Linked DNA regions of Canis lupus: region 2 is linked to region 1. The links are chromatin contacts, called in public Hi-C maps. All regions are on one chromosome and are shown on one strand. The core of a region is the stretch at or near the end of the contact, and the rest is flanking DNA. Distances in the headings are between cores, read along the strand shown. Region 1 has its middle 49 kb from the start of SLC1A4. Region 2 holds the start of CEP68 (centrosomal protein of 68 kDa).

What was found. Hi-C and Micro-C count contacts between places; a contact is called where the count stands out from the background.
Region 2: a Hi-C map of skin fibroblasts shows a contact between it and region 1, with 2.2 times the contacts expected there. The contact joins the promoter of CEP68 here to the enhancer-like site in region 1.

The regions. Positions count from the first base shown.
Region 1 is chr10:65,721,911-65,727,222 of UU_Cfam_GSD_1.0, reverse strand. No RefSeq gene overlaps it. Among named protein-coding and RNA genes, the nearest start is that of SLC1A4, 49 kb to the left of the region's middle. Within about 2 kb of position 2,197, at least 2 of the 20 cell types and tissues checked have an H3K27ac peak or open chromatin away from gene starts, as enhancers often do.
Region 2 is chr10:65,824,422-65,829,274 of UU_Cfam_GSD_1.0, reverse strand. CEP68 (centrosomal protein of 68 kDa) reads right to left here and starts at 1,641. Exons shown (of 8, transcript XM_038551450.1): 1 at 1,533-1,641.

The DNA.
Region 1 (5,312 bases), core at 948-3,447:
GTTTTGTTTTTTACTTTTTTTTTTTTTTTAATGAATTTTGAACATGTTCCAGGGTCAGTTGGAAGAAGCCAGGAGAATGAGGTTGAAAACAGTGATCCAGGATGATGGTTAAGTGCAAGGGGCCTGAGAAGGCAGGAGGCAAGGGGGTCCAGAGCCCAGCTGGAGGGGCTGAGCTGGCCCTGGTGGTGGGAGGGACACCCTCCCCTTGGAAAAGGAAGTGGTACAGAGAGGATCCAGAGCAGGGGCTTGAAACTGGGCAGCAGAGGGTTGAGGTGGTTCCTTCCCAACGGCTTGTATTTTCCCAGTGAGGCAGGCGGGAAGGTATTCTTTGGAAAGAGAAACAAGACAGTAGGGCCGAGAGTTTATGTGAGTGTTCAGCGGTCGGGGAGTGGGCTGCACAACCTGTGCACGGCCAGCTGTGTCGTGCAAAAGCACAGGAGCTAAACACCAGATGCTGACGATTCAACTCGCTCTGCCCAGTACCACCCAAGGCCATCTCTGAAGGCGGTTGGAGGATAGCGTTTTCTCTATGATTTATATTCTTAAAAATAAGAACACAAAACAGGTTGACAGCTTTATCCAGGGTAACCAGTTTATCCAAAAGTTTCAAGCCAAAGCGTATTCATTACCTGTGGTTATTAAATTACAATTTGGTCCAAATTAAATAAAGGCCCATTTTGATTAAAATCCTGAGGTAACAAACCCAAATAAAACAGGTGTGGCCATTCCAGACCCCATGCTAAGCTGTTCACGTGACTGTCTTCACACTCGTGGATATTGTGCCTCGTGGCCAAGTGAACATTACCAGAACACAGCTTTTGACACGTTACTCTCCTGCTCCCATAGCATGGAGACCGGACTTTGTGGTCTGGCATTCAAGGATCCCCCAACCCCACCCCAATAATCTAGGCAGGCTATTCCAGTTAGGTTCAGACTCAGCTAAGTGTGATAGAAAACCTAAAATAACCATGACATAAACAAGTTTATGGATGGAGGTTTTTCCCTAGTCCCCTGAACGAGGGTCACAGATTGGCCGTCCAGGGATGCTATGGCAGCTCCACATAGTTATAAGAGCTACAGGTTTGTGACTACATCATTTCTAAAGTGTGATTTTTACCCTCGTGGTCTCGTTTGATGGCTAGAGAACCAGCCATCACATACCTCTTCCAGGTATCAGGATAGAAGAAGGAGAAAAGAAGGGTCAAAGGAGAACTAATTCTATTTTAGGGGCTTTCCCTGAAGTTTCTATAAAACGCTTCTGCTTATCTGCTTATATCTCATTGACCAAAACCAAGTCATATGATCACAAATAGTTGAAAGGGAGACTGGCACCAGTATGCATTTTTCTGGGAAGTCTTTAACGAAAGAATAAGGCAGGACAAATATAGGGAGAGGCAGCATGTGGCACTTTCTGGCTTCCTGGGGAACTCTCTATACCTGCCTGGTCTGGTCCTGACTCCTAGACATGATCCATGCTGGGGATCCCTCCTCCAGTCTTCTGGGAGAATCCCAAAGCCTCCCTCAAGGCCCTGAGCCAAACGCAGAGGCTCAACTGCTGAGCCACCCAGGCGTCCCTCGTATGTGGAATTTAAGGAATTAAACAAATGAAAAAAAAAGAGACAAAAAAATGAGAGTCTTTTAAAAATGTTACTTATTTATTTGTTTGCTTGTTTATTTATTCCTGTCATCTCTACACCCAAGGTAGGGCTCCAACTCACGACCGTGGGCTCAAGCGTCCCTCTTCCAACTACGGAGAACAAGTTGGTGGTTGCTAGAGGGGAGGTGGAAGATGGTGAAAAACAAAAGACAAAGGGGACTGTATTTGTAGCCTGAAGGAGTCACACATCATGCCCGTACAGAGAGAGGGCCACCGCTGGGTCTGTCCCCAGAACGGGACACAGCACTTGGAAGAGATGCTGTTTGTGCTGGGCTGCCGGCCCGATCGCCTGTTGTCTCCCAGAACTTCTCCCGCTCCGCTTACGGCCTGGCTCCTGGGCCTTGTGGTCCCAGCAGCTTCGGGGCAGGGAGCAAAGAGCAGCTCCAGAAGCCAAAAACCGTCAGCCCCGAAGCCGTCACTAGGTCTCCAACCCACGGAATCATTGTCAAGGTAATGAAATGGCCGTTAATGCAACCGGCTGGCTAGTTCCCCTCACCCCGGGACGTGGTTTTTCTGTGGCTTCTTGTCATTTTCCTGGCAGGAGAGTCCACTTCTCTGTAATCAGATTGCAGAGGTCACAGGGGCTCTTCTGAAACAGGAAGCAAGTGCTTTGCAGCATTCATTCCATTTGTTGCACATTTTAGCGGCTTAAGCACTTAGGGTTGGGATTTTAAAAATATTTATCCTTCGGGCCAGAGGAGTATCTTAATAAAGCTAAGTTCTTTGTATAAAGCCTCTTCAAACCCTGACTAATTAATCCCCAGAGAAGCAGCACGTGGCTCTCGGTTTCTGGCAGCCCCTCGTGCCACGGGGGCCAGCGGGGAGAGAGCCGCTTCCTTGGGCGGAACCAGGCCGCAGATGTGTTTCGTCGTCGGGGGCATTTCACCCGAAAAAGCAGACTCCTCACTCCTTTCGGGCAAACAGGCAACGTGGCACCAGTGGGCTCGGACGCTCGGAGCCGCTGGGGCCTGCCGAGGGTCAGGGGTCAGGCCCTGCTCTGCCGAAGCCCGGGCGGCCCACTGTCGGGCCGCGTCCGCTGCGCCTGCCGTCTAACCTGCCTGGCCCTGATTTAAATTAGCTCCCTCTTTCTCCCGAAGCTTCTCTTACAACCACCCATGGCAGACCCCAAGATCGGGGGCACATCTGCTGCATTTGCGCCCCGGGGCCGCCGTTAGGCCTGGGTTCCCAGTAAACCCTGCCTGGGAGGAGGTGCCCATCGTGTGCGGTGCGTGCCTGGGCCGCTGCTGGGCACCGAGGAGCCCAGTGTCGTTGTGAGACCCACGTCCCGGCGGGAGCGTGCGTGCCTGCCCCGGGGAAAGGCCAGCCCGGCCACGGACTGCTCGTGGGAACCCGCCTCTCTCAGGCACGGCCCCCGTCTCCCGTCAGCGGCACGTCCATCCTGTGCATTAAGGAGCACCTGGAGTTTGACTCCGTTTCCCTTCCATCCCCCTGGCTGCCTGAGGAGGGAGGTGGGGTGACTTCTTCTCCGTCTCCACCCACTCTTGCCCCCAGCAGGCGGACCAGGCCCCAGCCCACGGGAGGAAGGCAAAGTCCCAGGCGGGGCCCGCATGTTCAGACACCGGGATCCTCTGGATGGCACGTGGGGAAAAGGGGGCTCTTGGGCTCCCTGGTGTTGCTCAGAGATCCCCCAAGCTGGTGTCGCCGTGGAATCTGGTTCACCTCCCACTTCCTCTCTGCCCCCTACCACCCAGGCCGTATTGCGTAGGATTTCAGATGTTGCCACAATGGCTGCCCTGGAGAATTTTCTTTGTCCAGGAGAAATGCTGACTGACACCCCACTTGCTCTGCCCAGGCCACCTCCTCCTTCTCAGCCAGGCGTGAGTCTGACCCTGGGCCGCAGAGGCCCCCACTCGCCAGAGCCCACATCAGGCTCTCAGGCAGCCACGGAAGCCCCGACTCTCTGAGCTCAAGGGGAAGGAGGTGACCACCCCCCATATGATCTTGCCTCCTCCCACTCTAGACTTACAGCACAACCTTCTCCCAAGGAACCTTCCAGAGGAATTCCAAAGGTCTTGAAACCTGAGTTCTGCGTGTGAAGAGCTCTTAAACTCGCTTTCGGATATCTCTTTAACCAAAATTGTGGAAAACAAAGCAGAAAGAGCCCATTTAGCATCTTCTAGTAAATAATAGGTGCCCTTAGAGGGATACAGCGAAACACTCGTACGGGAGTTTAAAGGAGCAGACGATTTCTTCCATCTAGGGAAAGAACCAAGGGAGACTGCCTGGAGGAGACGGCATTTGAAGCAGGCCTTGGATGTGTGGCGGTCAGGAATGAAGATACCTTAGGCAGAGAAACCAGCAGAGAGAAGGCACAGGGGCAGGGACTGTGCCATAACTACGGTGTCTTAGGGACATTTCCATTGCTAGGAACAGAGACTACGTGACTTCAGAAAAGCACAGAAAGGATTCCTCTGAATACTCTAGAAGAGTCACTCTCACAGTAGGGCTCCCGAATGCAGAGTCCGCATTGCCTGGGAGCTCGTTAGAAATGCCGATTCTCAAAAAAAAAAAAAAGAAAAGAAAAAAGAAAAGAAATGCCGATTCTCAGACCCTCTGAGGCAGGAGAGAAACTCCAGGGATGGGTGTGCATTCTGTGACTTAACAGCCCCCCGGGTAATCCTCATCCACGGGAAGTTTGAGAACCCCTGAGATGGAGCATTTCTGGAAGGATACACAAAGAGCTGATAAGAGATGTTCCCTCTAGGGAAAATAATGGGGCGCTGGAGCCCAAAGGAGGGGGAGCGGGAGGTTTTTATAACCGGGTACCACATGCATATATCACCAATTCAAAAAAAAAAAAAAGACACAATAAAGTAACAGGTGTCATCTGTTTTCTTCCCCTCATCAGCTTTCCTCCTGCTGGGTCCCTGCTGGGTCCCTGCGCTCCTCAAACTGCCTTTCTCTGCTGGGCGGCCCAGCCTTCTTTTTTCGCTCCCGGCCTTCTCTTGTGTGGCCTTTATCACTACACCTGCTAAGGGTCCTAAGGAGGGTTGACGGCGAGCGCAGAGGAGCTGAGCTCCTGCTAACCACCCACGGTCCTGTCCTAGGCTGGGAGGTCCAGGCCAGCTCCCAGGGGAGGCGACAGGAGAGGCAGGGCCACGGACTGTCTCCTGCAGGCCTGGCGCAGGGAGCCCAGCCGTGCTTTACCGCAAAGGGCAAAGCCCACGGTAGCTATTCTCATGGTTAAAGGATAAATTTAGCCACGATGAGATTCCACTTCTCACCTTCAGAATGGCTGGGAGGAAAAGCAATGGGCGACAGCAAGTGTGGGCCACGATGTGGAGCAATCAGAAGCCTCACGCCCTGCCGGTGGGAATGCAGAAGGCCGCCGCCACCGCCATGGAGCCCGTGGTGGTTCCTCATAAGGTTGAAACATGGGGTTACCACATGACCCAGCACTTCCACCCCTAAGTGTATACCCGAGAGCACTGAAAACCTATGTTCACCCAAAAACGTGTCCAGGAATGTTCCTAGCAGCATTATTCATAATGAGCCCAAACCTGGAAACAACCCAAATGTCCATCGGTTGATGGGTGGACAACAAAATGTGGTCTGTCCGCACAACGGCATATTATTCGGCCATAAAAAGGCATGAAGCTCTGACACATGCTCTAACACGGGTGAGCCTGACGAT
Region 2 (4,853 bases), core at 392-2,891, 100 kb before region 1:
AAATAAATAAATAAATGGTCCAACAAATTAAAGGAATGAAAATTTTTGTTTTGTCAACTTTTGGCTACACCTCTGGGGGTTTTTTGTTGTTGTTTTCTTTTGTCTTCAATCACCCAGGCACCGTGCTAGGAGCTGGAGAAACCACGATGTGTAAAAAAAAACAAAAAAACAAAAAACAAAAAACGGGGAGGCAGCAGAAGGCAGCCTGAGGGAAGAAGTGATTAATTAGCTGTGGGATGGGGAGGAGCTTTTAAAAGTTCTTCGGAAGAGGTGAAAACGGAGTTCTTTGCTTTTTTCAGTACCAAGTGGCCTAGAATCCATCCAGGTGAAGGAGAAAACGAGGATGTGAAGCGGTGACTTCAACTTTTCTTTAACCAAACCCGAGGCAGACTGACCTAGCACATTTCGTCCTGCATCCTAACAACATCCTTCTCACCCTGGGGGGTACTTATGAATACCACCCCTCTCTATGCAGGCCCCACTCCCCCCACCCATCCCCGAGCTCCCCGTGAGGTCCAACGTGCTGGGAGGCGGGGAGGGCTGGCCTGGCAAGGTTTCCGCTCACTTGTCTGACCAATAAACACACCCAACCCAACCCAATAATCATAAAGGACCTGAGCACGTGCATGCGCCCCCAGGCTGCTGAGGACAGTTCTGGTGATGCCCGTTGGAAAGGGTGGCGAAAACGGAGTTCTTTGCTCTTTTCAGTACCAAGTGGCCTAGAATCGATCCAGGTGAAGGAGAAAACGAGGATGAGAAGTGGTGACCTCAACTTTTTTTTTTTTTTTTTTTTTTAACCAAACCCGAGGCAGACTGACCTAGGGCATTTCGTCCTGCATCCTAACACCGTCCTTCCCACCCCAGAGCTAGGAGCTGTTGCAGGTACTTAGGAACAGCACCCGTCCTGCGCAGGCCCCACCCCCACCCCCCCCCCACCCCTCCCCGAGCTCCCCGCGAGGTCCAACGTGCTCGGGGGCCCTGGCAAGGTTTCCGCTCACTTGTCTGCCCAACAACACACCGAACCCAATAATCATAAAGGGCGTGAGCATGTGCATGAGGACAATTCTGGTGAGGACCGTTGGAAAGGGTGACCCTTAAAAAAAAAAAAAAAAAGAAAAGAAAAAAAGAAAAAGCACATTTTCTGTCTGTCGTCGGCAGCTGCCGCGCTCGGGGCACCAGGGAAGCATCCGTCGTCTCCATCGTTGCTCCCGCGGGAACGACCCCGAGCGGCTGAGAGACGACCTCCGCGCGAGCCGCCGCCCCGCCCCGGGCCCCGGGTCCCGCCGGGCGCGCAGGGCTCACGGGGCTCACGGGGCTCACGGGGCGCGCGGCCCCCGCCGTCCCGCCCGCAAGGCTGAGGCGGCGGCACGAGGCGCCGGGTCCCCACAGGCCCTTCCCGGCGGCGGACGCGGCGACGCGGGGCCCGGTGCGGCCTCACAGCCCCTGAGGCGCGGCGGGGCCGCGGGGGCCGGGCCGCGCGGGGGAAGGCGTTGGAGCCCCGGCCCCGGCCCCGCGCGCGGGCAGCCACCTACCTCGCCTCGAGCGCTTCGGGGCCCGCGGCGGGCCTGCGGCGACGGCGGGCGGACGCGGCGGCCCGGACGCGGGGTCCCAAGGCGGAGACCGCGGCCCTCACGCCCGAGCCCGCGGCGTCCGGGGCGGGACCGCGCGCCGGCCACGCCCCCGCGGCCCGCCCCTCCTCCGCGGGGAGCGGCGCGGCCAATCGCAGCCCGGAGCCTGCGGGATCCACCAATAGACGCCCGGTTCCCCCGAGCAGAGCCCGCCCTCGCGCCGTCCTGGCCAATAGGAGGCCGCGTCTTCTTCGGCCGGGCTTCTCCGCTCGCCTGCACGGCTCCGCTGCTGCAGGCCGGGGAGCGGGGTCCTGCGGGCACGTGGCCCCGCGGGGCGCTTTCCCCGGGGTGCGGGATGCAGGTCGCGGCCTCAGTCGTGCGTGCATCCCTGCGTTCATTTGGCGCGGGGCATGCGGCGGTGTTGGAGGAGCGGTCCCACGGTCTGTGACTGTGCGCGGACATGTGACCGAGGCCCGAACAGGTGCCTCTTCTCCTCCCCCGCCCCCCGCCCCGGGTAACAAGCGCAAGAGGGGAAGGGCTCCAGCCCGAGGGGTTGGGGGCGACTCCAGGGGTGAGGTGGGACTTAGGCAGGCTCGGGGAGGGTGGATGAGCCCGGAGCCACCCAGAGGCTCTGAACAGCCAGGTCCCGTGGGACATCCGTGATGGAGACCAAGAGGAAGAGGGAGCCAGCGGTGGAAGGCTGGGATGCTTGTCCCAGCGGAATCCAGGCTGGGAAGGGGCGGGGGGGTCACGCTGTGCCCGTGTTAGATCCCTTCCTCCTTTCTGATCCTTTTGCTCAGCAGCGCTTTGGGCAATCTTCCACGCAATGCCTCCACTAGTTTATCAAACAAGTCTGTAAAGGCCTGACCCCCAGGTGTGGATAACGTCCTTCTCAGGGAGCTCCTGGGCCGCAGGCAGTTAGGACGCAAAGACTTGTTGAGTTTTCTCGAGCCTGTCCTGATAGCTACAGGTTGTGTCTACACAGGGAGTCACAAACTTTTGGCAGCAAAAGCAGAAACTAGCCCCCAGATAGGTTTTGTTTGGGCAGCACATTGACTTTATTTGCTTTTGTTTTGTTTTTTGTTTTTTTTAATAAAAATTAAATCCCATGAGCACCACTTGTGTATTAATCAATAGCCAGCCTCTTCACACATTTGTTACCTGCCTGATATCAGAAGGCATTTGCGTAGGGTGATCCTTGGTCTTTCCTGAATACACCAAAGACCTCTGGGAGAGTCACCTAACCCCAGGGGCTGAGACTTGGGTCTTTTCTCCAGCCAAGACATTCAGCTGGACAGAGAATCCGGCCAAGTCCAAATAGGCAACCAGGTCAAATGGAGAATCAGGACATCAAATCAAAATGAAGGGAGCCTAAAGAAAAAAAAAAATCAAGGCCAAATAAATAGTCTAAAAAAAAAACAAACCCCAAAGCAGTTATGGGTGGTGGAGTTTGAGATAAGCAGACTATGGGCAGAAGTAATTTTGAGCTTAGCAAAAGACCAATATAGTCCACCCACTGTGTGTCAGGTCCCAGGTTAAATCCTCCCACCTTCATCAAGCCGACCCTTATCTCAACCAGACCTGCACTGGCCCTCTTTTGAACTCTGCAGCACTTGGTATGTACCTTTTCCATGGCCTTTATCATTTTCTACCCTGTATGGTTTCCTCTTCAAAAGAGGGGATAGGATGGATGACTCTCAAGGTTCCTTTCAGCTGTAATTTTCTGTCGAGCATCTTTTGTTTTTGCCTGACAAGTAATCTTTCCTTAAGGAACTGCCTGAAATCCCCTGAAAGGGGGAAAATGGGCCATCACCTACAGATGTGGACTTGGGGGCAGATAAAATAATTCATGAGACAGAGCTGTCCTCTTTTGAGGAGGGGATGAGTGAATTTTTTTTGTTGTAGGACAGATGGTTGCATTGGGCAGACTGAAGGATAGACGATCATGGAGTATCTATTGGCTACCCACCATCTGAGTATCCTTCAAATGTGAGGGAGCCTCCTTTACTCTCAGTCTTGGAAGGAGTCTGGGCCTTTCCTCCCACAGTAGGAACCAGTAGATCTAGTAGAAGCTTCAATAGAAACCAGAACCCTTCTTGCCTACTGGTAGCTACACACAGGCACATGACCTAGAGTAGAACAAGTCAATGGTCCTACCCAAAACAATCTTGAGTGGATAACTAATATCACAAGAATTGAAAAGCAATTCATAGTGGCATTAAAAGTTCACACATGTACCCTAACCAGAGTGCTAGAACAGCATGGCTCTGGCTCCATGCCCCCAAGTCTACATCTGTACCTGATGGTTCATTTTTACCCTGACTTTCATCATCATCCTATCTCAGTGTTGTAGTATGCAGACTACAATTTAAAAGAAACCATCACTCATATACTGAAAATACAATAATGAAGGGAGATGAAGAGAATGGACCATAGCTAAAGATCTACACTCATTCATGACACAGAAAAAAAAAAACAAAAAACAAAAACAAAACAAAACAAAAACAAAACAAAACAAAACAAAATACCAGGAGAGGCTACAATCTTCATTTTTGCAACTGGTCATGAAGCTCTATTGGCATTTATCATTTGCCCTCTCCACTCCTCCTCATTCCAGGTTCCCCTTACCTTCAAGCTGACCAGGATTCTTTACCCATTGGGGTAAACCAAATCTTTGTGCTTGAGGAGTCTGTCCTAGTGGGCCTCCCTGCATGTAATGTGGTACGTTCCCATTAGCTTGTATTTCTGGCACGCTAGTGATGAGGCGCCCTCAGAGACCTCCTGGGCTCCAGTCATACTCCTCCTGCCATTGCCTCCAGTCTATCCCCTTGCTGGTCAGGTCTCGTCATCAGCCAACATTGCAGCTTCCAACATGAGAGAACCATTTCAGTCTCAGTTTCCAGCCAATGGGAACCATTGTTAGAAGCTCTGCTGTGAACACTGCCCTTAAGTATCTAAACCAACTGATGAAAAGAAAGGGAAGCATCTATTTTGGAGAATCATTAGGTATAATTTGAGAGGTGCCGCACCTACTTTCACCAGCTGGTTCCCTGACATCTGCCTCCTGTGGAGGAAACTGTAGTGGCCCTTGGCTCAGAGTGTGCACTTTAGCCAGAAGGACAATACTACAAACTCTCAGCAGGCACTTTAACTAATCTTGTTTTAATTACATTTTTTTATGTTATTAAAGTAACACATACACGTATATTTTTTTTCAAATCGTGTAGTACTACAAAACTCATAAGACTTCTAAGAGTCTACTGCCCTTTTTTTTTTTTTTTAAGA